2 separate regions of the Cricetulus griseus genome follow, and region 2 is linked to region 1. The links are chromatin contacts, called in public Micro-C maps. All regions are on one chromosome and are shown on one strand. Each heading gives the region's core, a stretch centred on a gene start, on an enhancer-like site or on the middle of the called end of the contact. The rest is flanking DNA. Distances are from core to core; before and after follow the strand shown.

Region 1 (7,750 bases), core at 1,451-3,950:
ACCCTCCACTCCCCAGGCAGGGTAGGGCCCTCAACCAGGGCTCCACAAAGTCCACCACATCATCCTGGGCCAGGCCTAGGCCCTTCCCCATGTGTCCAGAGCAAGAGTGAATCCCTTCACGTGGGATGGCCTCTCAAAGTCTCTTCTTACACCAGGGAAAGATACTAATCCACTACCAGAGGCTCCCTGGAGTGCAGAGACCTCCTCATTGACATCCATGTTCAGGGGTCTGGATCAATCCTGTACTGGCCTCCCAGACAGCATCTGGGGTTGATGTGTTCCCCCTTGTTCAGGCCAGCTGTCGAACAAATTTTTATTCAGACCTTCAAAATTTCACTTTTCTTTTAAAATATTTTTTTGAGACAGGATCCAAATGTAGATCTGGCTGGCCTGGAACTTTCTATGCAGGCTGGCCTCAAACTCAGAGGTCCAACTGCCTCTGTCTCCAAAATGGTGGGTTTCAAAGGTGTGCACCACCATGCCTGGCCAGTCTTCTTGATTATATAAGTCGAATTACTAGGTTGTGTTGCAACTTTGCACTTAATTTCTCAAGAAACTACCATATTATTTAATACTATTTAATCTCACTCACCTTGTGTACATAAAAATAATCATTTTTCTCTTTACTTAACATCGTCCAACATACAGGAGCTGCTCCTCTACAATTGGATGGAATGGCTTCAAACTTTAAGTCAATATCATTCAGCAACTGGAGGGTACCCTTTTGAAATTTAGGATAGGGATGCGGTTAGCACTTCATTAACCTGTTGGGAATTTTAGTCTCATTCATGTTTACAGAGTGCCTACTATATTCTGATAGTAAGCTAGGCAGTGGGACTATTTGGTGCAGCACTACAATCTGGTTGAAGAAGATTGTAAAGGCTGGATAGAGTAGAACGCTGTTACTGTGTTCCTGAGAGACTTGGTGAAGGCCTCACACTGGAAGGGACATTGTAGTTCAGTCTTGAAAGCTAAGTGACAGCCAGGAGAGAAGAAATGCCAGAGCTAAGTAAAGCATTTTTTCTTGATGAGACAGGGTATAGAACTATGTATAAGTGGCCTCGCCCACAAGACAACTAGACTCCATGGTCTTCATTCTTTCCCTTGTCATTTGTGGGCTGAGGTTAGCTCACAGTAGCCAGAAGTGAGCAGTTTGACACAGCAACTTGGGTCAGCCTCCAACGCTGTCAGAAACAAGTGTTTCTCCTTTGAAGTGAGCATTTAAGCAATTCAAATGGGACTTCTGCTTTGGCAAAAGCCACAGCCATGAAAAGTGATCAGCCAGGAGTCAAAAGTTGTGTGCCTGTGATTCTGAGGTTTGAAGAGGGATGCACCTGAATGGACTTTCTTCACCTAATCTCTGTCCATTTTCCAACCAAGTGAGGTTCAATCCACCTCCGTTCTGCATTTCCATGCTTTGTTCATTAATATAAGCGACAGAAAATGGAGGTAATTCTCTCCTGCGAAGTGTGGTTCTTAAGCTTGGGATAGATGCAGTCACTGTTTAGCGTAGGTCCAGCTGGATTCAAACTGGTATCTTTTAAGCACTTTTATACACTTCTTAAGGGTTCTGTGAGCCTAAAGGCACAGAAGGAGAGAAATGCTTGGAGAAAACTGGTCGCATACGGTGTGTTGTTTACTTGTTCATTAATATAAACGACAGAAAATAGAGTTGATTTTACCCATTGCCCGTCTGGGTGGCAGAGCAGATGTAAGAATGGTTTGCGGATTTACACCGCCTGCTTTTAGTTTTTAGAAAGATCCAGAACAGGTAGGAAGGAACGTTGAGAGGGTTAAAGAAGTACCAGGGAAGAGATGCATGATGGGAACAGTTATGGTCCCCTCTTCTCCCCACAAGAATTAGGGCCCTCCTGGTCCCTTTCAGATGAAATTCTGTCATCTTCAGAATGTCTCATGCACATATAGATGTCTTTATGGCAGACTCTTCCTGTATTTCTGGATTATAAAAGTGTGTATAAAGTTCTTGGAAGAATGCCTGCCAAATAATATATACCATGTTAATGTTAGGGTCATTATTATGTTATGAATCAGCCTCATCTCTCCAGCTAGGTATTAAGTTCTTTATGGGTGACATCAGCCCATCTTGCTCTTTTCCTGGACAGTACCTAGCACAATGTTCTTAATGTATTGACGATATTGGGCTCTCTGACAAATCGCTTCCCTTTTGTGAGCTCTGGGAGGTAGGAACCATACACAGATTGTGTGTGGGGTTCAATTTGAGTTCACAAGCTCCATTTGGCACCTTTACAGGCATCTGTCCTGAGGTGTAGACCCTACAGTAAAAAAGTATGGAAAAACAAATGTAAAGTCAAAGTGGTTTGCATGAGAGAGACTAGAGGAACACCTTTCCCAGCATGGTGGAGGTTCACAACCACCAGCACGCAGAGAGGAGTAGCTGGATTCCATAATGATCCCTAATTCCCGCCACCCCTGCGACCCTGTTCCTTCCCCCCCCCCCCAGCTGCTTGCTCGGCCGACCCCATTGGGTGCAGAGGAGACTGGAGCTGGTTTCAGAGTCCTGTTGGCCCCAGGTAAGTAAGGTGGGGGACCAAGGCCAGAGCAGCTAGGCTCCGGGAGTGACCCCGCCCATCCCACTCCTCCTGCCCAATCAGAGCGCAGCTCTCGCACAAGCTGCGACCAATCAGGAGAGGCGGGAGCTGCGCCCAGAGCCGGCGGGCGCCCAGCGAGCCCAGAGTCGCCGAGCGGGCAGTGGTGGTGAGGCGACCCGCGGGGAGCTCTGCTGGAGCGGCGGCGGGACGGAGGCTGGGCTGGGGAGCTGGTGGTGGCGCGGACCTCTCCGCCGACGCCGGGACACTGCACACCCCGACGCTGGTGAGTACAACCGCGGCGGGGAGCGACCTAGGCGCCGCAGGTGGACGGCTGGGGGCGCCGGCCGCAAGGTCCTAGCGCCGTGCATCCCCGAGCACCGCGGACCAAGCCAACGCCGAGCGCCACCGCCACTGTACCGCCAGCCGCAGGGGCCCCGATTAGGAGGGATGAGGCGAGGCGGCCTCCTCGGGGTGTTCGTGGGGAGACATCCGTGACCCCCACACTCATCACAGCACTTCTTGCCAGCCAGTGCCTTCCCCTGAGATTCAAGTCGACCAGGGTGGCTTCCTTGTCCTGAGTGGGGAGGCGACAACAGGTGTCCTTGGAGACGGTGCCTTGCCCCACCCCCGCTGGAAATCCTGGCCTTGGCGTTGCGCCCCAGCTTCGGGGTGTTCTGAGGCAAGACCCCAGCCTGGCCTCTCAGGCGTTCTGCCCGCTGGACAGCGCCCAGGGGCCGCCTGGACCCCGGGCTTTGGATGGAGTTTCCTGCGCGTGTTGCCAAGCAATTTGCTGGATACCGCCTCTCGTTGGGATGGAGAGTTGAAGATTCGGGAGGGAGGGGGAGGGAAGGAGGGAGATTTGCTGGACACTGGCCTCTCCCTGGGATGATGAGTTGAAGTGTGTGTGTGTGTGTGTGTGTGTGTGTGTGTGTGTGTGTGTGTGTGTGTCTGTGTGTGTGTGTCCATGCGTGCCCGCGCGCGCGCTCACTCGCTCGCTCGCCAATCCAGACTCTGTTGAAAGGAGCTGCCTGAGGGCTGTAAGTGAATCATTAACTCTGGTGTGTGCAGCTACTGCCCCTGCTTGCCTTCCTCTCACTCCCTCCCTGTCTCCTTGAGGCTTTATGCGCCTACTTTGCTCTCCTTATCTATAAAGTGGCATACTGATTGCACTCGTTGTTTGGAAGACTATATAAGCCAGTGTCTGAAAAAAAATATCAAGCGTAGCACCAATCATTCAATAAACACCAGCTCTTACTGTTTATTGTGAAGTGGATGATTGTTTTAGGAGTAAATCAGACCTGTCCAAACTGTCCCAACAGTCATTTGGAGCATTTAGTAGCTTTGTACTCTCCAAAGAGAAAAAGGTTAATGTTACTGATGGTATCGTTTAAAGGTAATAAATATATCCTACGGGGGAAGGTTGGGAGAGATAAATTTGAATTCGCAGTCAATGCTTTGTAACCCTGTGAATGTTTTTCCGAAAAGAATATCATGGTACTTTGTTGAATATCTCTCTCTCTCTCTCTCTCTCTCTCTCTCTCTCTCTCTCTCTCCCTCTCTCTCTCTCTCTCTCTCTCTCTCGTATGGCTGATTGGGGTGATGAAGGAGTTACTCTTAGTGTTTTAAAGGTGTGAGAAGCAGAAACACAAAGTAAATTCTCAACCTTATACCCAAGTGCCAGCAGCCAACAGAAAATTGAAATTTGTGTTTCTAACTTTATGCAGTTGGTGGAATTTCTGACTCAGATGGTCTAGTTCAGTCCTTTGCCATTGTACCCTCCCCACCCCTTTGCTGTTTAATGTGAGGATCAAATAGACATTTGACTACATGCGTATTGTGTTCCTAAACCTAAGCTATCGAACTCAATACTTGTTGGAGTTGTGAGCCTTCTCCTGCCTCCTCCTCTGAAACAAACCCTAAAGACTTCTATGTTCTCAGTGGCCATCTGCTATCTTGTCATACCACCCACCCCTGCAGCCTGGACCTGGGAGGGGAAAGGTCAGACACACTAGTCCTGTTTTTCTGTGGTGTCCAGGCCTTGTCTACCTTAGGATACACATACCATACAGAAAAAGTGAGCCAGCGTCGTCTCGGTGCCTACAGTACATTTCTAGATGCCAATCATGCAAGTGTGAGATTAGGGTGGCTTTCAGCTGTTGCTGTAGACTTTTTCTTCCCAGTAGAGTGGGAGGATCTGAAAGCTTGCGACTGGGGAGGGACAGAGGTATGTGGCACAGGGCAGATTGCTGAATTCAAAGCCAGACTCCCACCTGGTGAGAGCGATGGCTTTAACTATGGCTGGGAAACTTGGGATTCTCTGAGCTAGTCCCCTCATGAGTGATAATGATTTTGTTAAATAGTAAAGAGACAGTATGATTAAAAAAAAATAATAACACTATTAGATGGGAAACCCATAGCACGGCTCCCAGCACACAGTACAGATGTGTGGCATCTATAGGAGGTTCTAAAAGTGAGGGTGACCATTTAGAGAAAAGGGCCAGGTTGAGAGTTCACTATTTGAGCTGAGGATGGAATGAGGAGCTGAAGTGAGGTAATTGAAAACAAGGTAGAGGGGGCTGGAGAGATGGCTCAGAGGTTAAGAGCACTGACTGCTCTTCCAGAGGTCCTGAGTTCAATTCCCAGCAACCACATGGTGACTCACAACCATCCATATTGAGATCTGGTGCCCTCTTCTGGTGTGCAGATATACATGGAAGCAGAATGTTGTATACATAATAAATAAATAAAAAATCAAAAAAAGAAAAGAAAACAAGGTAGAACAGAGGGGAGAAGTCACTGCAAGCAGGGCCGGAAGATGACAAGTGTTGCTGTAGTCAGCTTGGGCTAAATGACAAGTAACAAGTAACCCCAAATTCCATTGTTCTACAGTCACTCAAACTTCTTGCTCATTGAGGCTGCGTATCCAGGTGGGTCCTCGTGTGTCTTCATTTAGAGTCCCACATAACTTAAAAACCAAACCAAACCAGCCTTGCCCAAAGACAATATTGACTTCATTTATGCCAGAGGGAAAGACGCAAGATGATACAACACTGTCACACTTAAAGTTTGCTGGGAAGTGAGCGGGGGGGGGGGGGGGCTGTCCATACAGCTCCATGCTGTTGGCCAAGTTCAAGTGTGTTGTCAGAGACAGTATAAGCTTTCTGCAGACAGGGAGACATGGCTGTGGAGATTGGAAGCTGTGGGAGAAAACAAGATCAGAGAAGTTACCAGAGGCAGATAATGAAGGATTTTGGGTTGTGGACCAGGCACTTGGGACTTCATTTTAGAGACAGGATGCAGCCACTGAAGGCAGGTGTGTGTGTGTGGGGGGGGGGTATATATGCACATATGTGTGCGTGCACATAGATGCCAAAGGAGGATTTGGGATATCCTATTCTACCCTCTTCTCCCCATTCTCTTGAGACAGGGTTTCTCATTGCACGTGGAGTTAGGCTGGTGGTCAGCAGGGCCCTACAGTCCTCCTGTCTCTGCCTCCCCCCACCACTGAGGTTCATAAGGCTTTTTACATGGGTGCTGGACACTTGAAATCAGGTCCTCATGCTTGTGGATCAAGCACTATTACCTCCTGGGTCGTCTCCCCAGTTTCTCATGGATGGCTTTAAGTTGAGGTTTAAGAAGGTCAGATTTTCAGGCCAAACAGAAATCTTCAGTAGCACTGTGGGGAGAAGCTTGAAATTGGTGAGGTTCTGAGCCCACCCAACAGTCTCAAGTACCCTTCATGTGTCTCGAAATACCAGGACCAGAAAATTCTTCGTACTTGAGGGCCTTGTCTTTTTCACTAATCTTCCTCCAATGCACATGCTCTCCCATCTTGACATTATCTTGCAATATAATCTAAAACCATGGTTCTCAAACTTGGACTGCATCAACTTCGCTTGGAAGGCTGCAGTCAATAGACTGCTGGCTCTGCGCCGAGCCCCATCCCAGTTTCTCAGTCAGTCGATCTAGGGTCAGTCCTGAGAGTAAGCTTTTCTGCCCAGTGTTCTGAAGATGCTGATGCTGCTAGTCTAGATGCCTCACATTGAAAACTGCTAAAGGCAGAAATTAAGGTGTGGTTGAGGGAGAGACCTGAAAGGGAGGGCCTATGAAAAGTGCTAGCATTCTTGAGCCAATAGTTCTGCTATAGGGGGCCCCAGGTCATGAGTGTCAGGGTGTGTAGGAGTCCTTGAACCTCCAGTTCTTATTAACTGATTGCTTGCTTTTTTTTTTTTTTTTTAAACAGAGCCTTATTATGTAGCCCTGACCAGCCCTGAACTTTCAGCAGTCCTCCTGCCTCAGCCTCCTATGTACTGAGGATACAAGTGTGTACTACCCTGCCCAGCCAGGTTTATATTAAATGTCACATGCAGTTCTCCTAATGAGAAAATGCAAAGCAGACTCTAGATGGACACAAGGGTTGCTTTGTCCCACCCCTTAGTAATTCTGCCCAGCCTCTCCATCCTGTCATTGAGCACACACCCTTTCATCTGGTTCCAGCCCTCTCTTCCTGGCCTGTCCACATATTCCAATCTTAGTCCCTCACAGTCTTTTGTCTTTCCAGTCTAACTTCTTCGGAAGCTTGCCCACTGGGTGGATTTTGGCTGGATTTTCGTATAGTCAAACCAAGAAATTGCTTGTCTCATTTGAGGTCACCTTCATGACTAAACATCTGTATGGTGTGGTCATTGCAAATTGCAGCCCATCTTTCCCCCAAGATAAATCATCCTTGGAGAATCCAAGAACAACCAACCCAAAACTATTTGGCTTGTTGTAATAGGAGGAACAAGTCCCAACAATTCCCTCAACGCTGACTCATCACTCTTGCAATGACAGAGTGTTTGAAAAATGGTTGTTAAAGAGAAAACATGTTGGTTTGTACAGGAAATGAAACAAGAGTTTCTTTTCTTTCTTTTTCTCAATTTCAGACATAACAAAAGCGTGACCTCTATCCAAGAGCCAGAGAGCTATTTCGTGGCCACACCCTTAGGTTGTTGGGGTTTTATATTTGTTTGTTTTGTTTTGTTTTGTTTAATTCTTTACTCTTTGGGGGCCCACCACCCAGCTCCCAAAGAAACACATGGAGAATTATTCTTTCTTATGAATGCCCAGCCTTCACTTGGCTTATTTCTAGCCAGCTTTTCTTAGCTTAAATTATCCTGTTTATCTTTTGCCTTGGGCTT
Region 2 (7,750 bases), core at 2,543-5,042, 84 kb after region 1:
CCAGGGCCTTCAGAATACAAAGAAATAAACCAGCTCATCCCAGGAGATTCCAGAGATCTTCACTGTCATTTGCTGGTGCATGCTGTATGCCTGGGTAACCCAGGACTGCACAACTCTAGCTATGTCCCACCTGAGCTCATAAACCTTCCATGGTTTCCTGTGCCTAACCTCTGACCTCTTTAGCCTGGAATGTCACTCTGTCACTCTGTAGCCCAGGCTGGCCTATAACTATGTAATCAAGCTGTGTAACCCAGGTTGACCTCAAACTTATGGCAATCCTCCTGTCTCAGCTTTCCAAGTGTTGGGCTAACAGCACGAACCACAGTACTCAACTAAGATTTTCTTTCTTTCTTCCCCTCTTCCCCTGTATTTTTCTGCCTGATTTTCAATTTTTAGATTTAATGCAATACCTATCAAAATTCCAAGACTGAACAGTTTTCAAAAGAAGAAACACAAATGACCAATAGCTATTTTTGAAAAGTGTTCAACATCCCTAATTATAAGAGAAATGCGAATTAAAATTACTTTGACATACAACCTCACCCCAGTGTAAATGGTTATCGTCAAGAAATCTATCCTATCCCCCCCCAAAAAAAAATGCTGCAGAGGATATGAGGAAAGATGAACCTTGATTCATTGTGTGAGTCCAAATTAATAGAGCCATTGTGAATATCAATTTGGAGGTTCCTCAAAATAATTAAAAATCAAACTGCCATATGATCCAGCATAAGATTCCACTCCTGGGCATGTATCTAGACAACCCCATATTGTACCATAATGATTATTATAGATCCATGCTATCGCCACTCTATTCATGGTAGCAAGGGAATGGCACCAATCCAGATGTTCACCAACAAACTAATGGCTAACAAGAATGTGCTACCATATACAAAATGGAATGTTACTCACCTGTAAAGAAAAATGAAATCATGATATTTATCGGAAAAATGGATGAGCTTGGGAAGCATACTATTAAGCGAGTGAGCTAAACTCAAAACAAAGTGCATATTCTGCCTCTCATATGTAGATCCTAGCCTCTGTTGTACAGGCATATATGTGAGCAGAAAAGGCAATGTTGGATGAGAACAAAGGACGGAATGCAAGGAAAGGACACAGGAGCCATGAGAGAGGGTACAAAGCTTTGGGTTTTTTTCCGGTTTCAACTCTCGTGGTTTTCTTTTTTTTTTTTTTTTTTTTTTGATGGTGGGTAAGTACATAAAAATGGAATTGGTAGTCAAAGTAGAAAACCTGAAGTAAACTGTCAGTGTGGCACACACCTTTTCCCAGCACTCTGGGAGGCAATGACAGGCGGATCTCTCTGAGTTCCAGGCCAGCCTGGCCTACAGAGCGAGTTCTAGGACAGCCAGGGCTACACAGAGAAACCCTGTCTCAGAAAACAAATGGACAACAACAACAACAAAGAAAGACAGAAAAAAGACAGCAATACAATACAAAACAAAACAAAACAAACAAACAAAAACCTGTCTTCAGAATAGCCATTCTAACCATATAGAACTCCTCTGAAATGTACAGGTTGAGACTGGGCCAATGTATGTTTGAGTGACCTCCTTAATCTACCTGAGTGATGTTTTTGTTTGTGAGTTAATTAGAGTACAGGGATTTTATTGAATAAAAAAATAAGATTTTATTTTTACATATTTAAAACTTAAGGGTTTTGTTTGGTTGGTTTTTGGTGGGTTGGTTTCGCCGCTGCTTGGGGTTTTAGAAGTAGTTCCATCCCTCTTTGTTCCTGCCCCCACATCTTCTGTAATTGCTATTGAACTTGGCTTGCGGTTTCCTTTTACAGTGGGTCCAAACACCATCCTGACACGCACCCTTGGGACATCTGCCTAGATTTATGAAGTGCTCTTCTAAGTGATAGATAACCCAATTTTATTCTCAGCATGGAATACTTCACCTCTGGGAGCTGAGCTATGTGGGGCTGTCTGGCTACTATCACCCAGATGTCCACCAGATGCCTGAATGTTCAACTCCACTCTGGCTTAGGAAACTGTATAATGACCCAAGGTTGTTCCTCAGTCCCAGGATAGTATACTCTTCCATCAGATGTCAGTCACTAGGGTGCCAGCTAGATGTCTGTCTGACTAGGCATAAATTGGGGATTCCCGTGACCCCTACTTTGAGTTTGATTAATTAACTACATCCTGTCAGGGAACTTAGGGAAACCCTCTGTGACATTGGCCAGTTTATTATAAAGGTCAAAAACCAGATGGAAGAGATGATAGGGGGACATTGTTGGGAAGCGGCACAGAGCTCTTGTGCCCTCTCTGGGCATGCCACCTCCCAGAAATCCTCTTCATGTGCAATTACCTTTGGGGGATTTGTGGAGGCTTCATTTAGTGGACACGTTGATGACATCAGTGGCTATTGGTGATCAGCCCAGGCTTCAGTGTTTACTTTACCACAGTTCTGGGAGATGGAGCTAAGAAGTCAACTCTGGTCACATGCTTTGTTCTCCTGACAACCAGCCCCTATCCTGAGGCTCTCCAGGAGTCTACCAAAAGTTGCCTCATTAAAACAAAAAGATTCTGTCACTCAGGGGAATCCAAGGAATTTAGAAGCTCAGTGTCAAGAAGTGGGTTCAAGGACCAATCATTAGAACAAAAGTTTTTTTTTTCCCTGCACCCTTCTCTACAAGGGTTGTAGGAGCTCTGCCTGGGAAAACAGAACAAAGACTATATATATATAAGCATATGCCATAATAGCATCTTTTCACATGCATGCTAGTATCCCAACGTAGGACCCAGTTCTGTCACAGCCAATCACAGCATCCTCACTGTGTTGCCCAGAACACTCTGCATTCTTGTGTTCATGCCTGCCGTTCTTGCTGGTTAGGGCGCTTTTACTTGCTGTTCTTTGCCTAGAAGCCCATTCCTGGTGACCTTCACAGAGACCACTAGTCACCCACTTTCTTTATTCCCGAAGAAAGCCTCCCCAGACCACTCCATTTAGGCAGGGTCCCCTTGTCTTGCTTATTCTTGACCTCTTTCCCCATCGCACTTAACCATCCTTGAAATCGCTCTTGGTATACCAGCACACTCTTGCGCATACCTACACACAGAAAAGCACAGGTACATACGATTAAAAATAATTGTTTAAAATATTATGAAATTTTTGAGGTCTATAGTCATAATCTGGTGCTCTCTTCTTCTAGGCTCCTTTTCTGTCGTCCTTATAGATAGATGTACATTTCCTACATGGCTATGTGAACTGGCAAATCTGTTGTGCCCCTAGATACTCTGGCCTCTTGGAAGGGGAAGAAGAAGCTGTTCTTCTGTTATGTGCATATCTCTCCAGATCCAGCTCACCCTGCACATTTTATGAAGTGTGAACCACGGACTGTGATGTGTGAGTCCTGGGCAGTGTGAGAGGGTCATCGTGAATGTTTGTCTGAGAACTAAGATACAGAAGTATCAAGAGATAACGAAAAGCTTCTCTGAGGCTTAGCATCCTGATGTTGTTGAGGCTTATCAGGGTGCAGAAACTTTTCACCAGGTACTAGATGAGGCACATTGTTCAGGCCCCTGAAGTGACTCAGGGACCTATAGAGTCTCACTTGGATTTTCAGGGTCATGTTCTGTTGATGGAGTTTCTGCCCCACCTAGTCCCCGAAGAATCTACCAATTATAAACTGTTTGGTCAATGGCTCAGGCCTCTCCCACTGGCTAGCTCTCTCTCAATTACTAACCCATTGCCACTAAACTATGCATTGCCACGAGGCTGTGGCTTACCCACAATGCTCTGGCATGTTTCTCCTTCAGCTACAAGGCACCCCTCTGGTGACTAACTGAATTCCTCTTCCCAGCCTTCTCCTAATCTGGTAACCTCACCTCTACTTCCTGCCTGACTAATGTCCAATCAGCATTTAGTCACCAACCAATAAGAGAAACATATTCACAGAATTCAGAAGGACATCCCCCATCATCTCCTCTTTTCTGTCTAAATAAAAAGGAAAGTTTTAACTTTAACATAGTCAAATTATATATAACAAAACAGTTACCAAGCAAGAATATACTTAACAATATTTAGTTTATTGACATTTGGCAAAATTTAAAGAAAATATTCTATCATCTATCCTATCTTTGTGAGTCTAAAGTTTTATATGTAACTTATCTTTTATCATAACTAAGGCAAACTATAACCATAACTATCTGTCTTCAACTCAATTAAAGACCCCAGTAAGATAATATATAAACTCTAGAAATGACAGAGACATCTTGATGCCCGGACAGTCAGCCAAAGTTCCTCTGTAATGTTGGGGCCCATAGGCCCAGAATGTCTGGCAGACTTTTTGAAGGACCAATTGTCCCTTGGCAAGTTTAGCAGTTACTTTTCTTTGAATCTTGCTTGTCCATTTTGGACAGCTTGCATGCTTTCAAAAAGTCCAGGCAAGAACAGTTTCTTATCCAAATGGCTCTTCCTGTCATGTTAAAGGCAAGCTCCATAACGAATTTCTTTGACATCCATCTTCCTCTCCAATGCAATTGGTGTTGCCAGGAGCAGTTGTGTCTCGTTGTCATCAAAAACCCCAATAAACCATTCTGAATGTCACATTCTGTAGGTCTTTGAAAGATTCCGAAACTACCTATCCATTGAAACATATCTCTGTATCTCGAAAACCCAACCAACATAACTATAAGTTTTGACCATTATAGGTGACTATCTATAATCCGCATTTAATTATACATTACATTTTCAAAAGAACTGTACAAACACAATATCCAAACAAGAGTAGAAATATAACAAAATTGACCCTAAATTTGTATCAACAAACCAAAATCCATACCAATACAAAGCATTCATTTCTCTATCGATGGTCCCCTCTGGTTCCTCTGACACACTGGAGCCTTGACTCACATTCTAACTAAGAATCGTATGAGGTGGTGCAGATGCCATGTAGCATCAGCCTAACTGACGGAACTTCTTGGCTTTGGAGCAGAAACACTGGGGAAGACACCTCTAACCTCCCACTTCCAAGAAGACAGGAAGTAATTTCAGAACAGATATTCAAAACCAAGCTTTGTCTTCAGACAGAAATCTGAATGTTACCTATAATGACAGTGATTTCTCCTCTAGACTTTTGAATGACATATAACTTCCTGACAAAGATGAAAATACGACTACAGAACCTGTTAAAAGTTCGACAACCATGTTGATGCCAAGTGGCTCCGTGTAATAAATATGAAGTCATCACGAGGGGCATGAAGGGGTGGGTGACTGGCCAATGTTACAAGTGAACCCTGAGTTCTCACTTCAGTGGTCCGTGCCTGTAAGACTTACTTTCCGGGGAGCACCCATTCCAAGTCCATACAACATTTTGGTGAGCTAGGTGTCATATGACCATCAACTACCTTCCTTTGCTTCTCTGAAGTTGTTTGACCTCATGAAACACACCTCTTTGAGACTGATGGTTTCTTTCATCCACAAAATTAGAACAGGAAAATTAAAAATGGCATGAAGTTGTGGTGAAGTGTATCACTTTTCTTGTTCCTTTGATAAAATAAATGGAAAAAAAAAGGACAAAGTAGAGAGGCTGCTGGGGGGCTAGGGAGTGTCGTACACACCTTTAATCCCAGCACTTGGGAGGCAGAGACCGCCAGGTCTCTCAGTTGGAGGCCAGACTGGCCTACAGAGTGAGTTCCAGGACAGGCTCCAAAGCTACAGAGAAACCCTGTCTTGGAAAAAAAATAGATCAATTTTATTCTAAAGCATTTTATTATTAAACTTTGTTGTGACATTAAAGAAACTACACACACACACACACACACACACACACACACACACACACACACACACACAGGCGGAGGGTAATCTTGCAACCCCTGACATACTTCATTTATCAGAGCCAAGGCTCACCTTGGCTCTAACATCCCACCCCATGCACAGAGTGCTCAGGAATCACGAACAACATTATTTAGTGTTTTAAAGATGCAGACAGTGCCTTTGTAACAGGTGTGTAACAGGTCTTGCCTGCCATGTTCTCCTCTTCATTATTCTGATGAATTCTCAGTGCAAGGGGTGGCGGTGGCCTGCTGACCTTTCTCACAGTTAAGTACCTTAGTATCTTTCTTCGGTGCACATATGTTCCCATTAGGCCACAGACCCTCCCCGAGATGCAGTAAGGACCCAGTGAATGATGCTTGGGAGAGGACAGCCCTCCCACCATGCCTGAATCCTGTTTAATGTTTCCCCTTCCACACCTGAGAAGATGAAAGCTGCCTAACAGCACAGAGAGCATTCTCATCAGGACGTGTCTGTGCCAAAAGGTTGTGTAGCTTCTGCCCATCCGCCTTTCAGGCAAGGCAGCCTAACCTGTTGGTACTTGTGCAGCTTTGAAGAGGCGGCTGTGCGCCTTGCTGATGTTAGACCAATTCCAGCTGATTCACGTTCTCCCATCTGGGATCTCCACCCACATCCCACACGCCACCACTGTTTCTCGATGAGCAGCTTAAACCACAGTAGACTGACTTGATCTACACTTTGGATCTGAGTTCCCTGAGTGTTTTGTTTTCCCGAAGATGCTGCAGCAAGTTAACACAAACTAAGTGTCTTAACACAGTAGAAATGTATCCTCTTGCTGCTCAAGATTCCAGAAATCCAAACTCCACGTGCGTGGTTTTAAGGTATCATGTGTCTCCCGGCAATCCCCAGCACTCCTTGGCTTGTAGCAACATAACTCCAGTCTCTTCCTCCATTTAACTCACCTTTCTAGTCCCTATAGCAATGCATTTCTTACAAGGAAAACACTGATTAAACTTAGGGGGCCCACCATAATTCGCCATGACTCATCTTGAGTCACCTCTGGAAAGTCCCCATTTCCAATTAAGGTTACATTCACAGGTTCTGGAGGGCTACGACGGCAGCCTCCAGTTTAAGGGACACAGTTCAACCCACTGTAGCAGGTGCGCTAGTAAGCTTTCAGTTACCATAGTGAAATTCCTGAGATCGTCAGCTTACCAAGAGGAAATATTTACCTCAACTCAGTTTTAGAAGTCCTTGTTTGCGTTGGTTACTTTTCGCTGTCTCGAGATGGAGGGAGAATCCATGACAAGGGAATTGTGGCAACAGGTGGTAGGGACAAGAAGCTGAGAAATCACATCTCAACCCCATAGAGGAAGCACAGAGAACAAACTGGAAATAGGGCAATGCTCTAAACTCTAAAAGCAACCCCTGCCCAAGTGGCATCCTTTCTCCAGCAAGAATCTATGTCCCCAAATTCTCCAACTTCCAAAAACAGCGCTACAAAAGCAGGGATCAAGTATTTAAACACATGAGCTCATAGGGGCCCTTTCTCAAAGCACCTGCTCTCCATGATCAGTTGCCTCTGTACATCCTAGTAGGAGGTCATGGCAGGTGCGCTAGTAAGCTTTCAGTTACCATAGAAGAAAAAGAAAGGGGAGGAAGGGTCCCACAGTCCTCGTCAAGTGAATTGATGGCCTTCTCCTAGGTCCCACCCACTAAAGACTCTGCTACATCCCAGTCCCCCTAGGACTCAGCCTTCAGTACATGAACATAGGGACACTTTACCAAACCACAGCACGAGCTGAGGCCTAATATGCCTCCATTTTTGAATCATTAAGCTGGTGTCTGTGAAAGTCTGTTACATCTTTCTCTCCGCTTCTACGTACGTTTGAAATTTTCCATAATCTAAATAAGGAAAGTCATTTGGCAAATAATCTTTTAAAAAAGTGATTCACAGGTCTGATAAGAGAAGTGGAATGGAGGAAAA

The links. Hi-C and Micro-C count contacts between places; a contact is called where the count stands out from the background.
Region 2: a Micro-C map of the CHO-K1 cell line shows a contact between it and region 1, with 1.9 times the contacts expected there. The contact joins the enhancer-like site here to the promoter of Ston2 in region 1. A contact is called at or near these places in 2 of 8 Hi-C or Micro-C datasets (both in the CHO-K1 cell line).

Annotation. Positions count from the first base shown.
Region 1 is chr5:113,132,857-113,140,606 of CriGri-PICRH-1.0, forward strand. Ston2 (stonin-2) reads left to right here and starts at 2,701. Exons shown (of 7, transcript XM_027418645.2): 1 at 2,701-2,853.
Region 2 is chr5:113,215,914-113,223,663 of CriGri-PICRH-1.0, forward strand. All of the region lies in intron 4 of Ston2 (stonin-2), which reads left to right. Among named protein-coding and RNA genes, the nearest start is that of Ston2, 84 kb to the left of the region's middle. Within about 2 kb of position 3,793, at least 1 of the 6 cell types and tissues checked has open chromatin away from gene starts, as enhancers often do. A contact at or near this core is called in the CHO-K1 cell line, where this site is marked.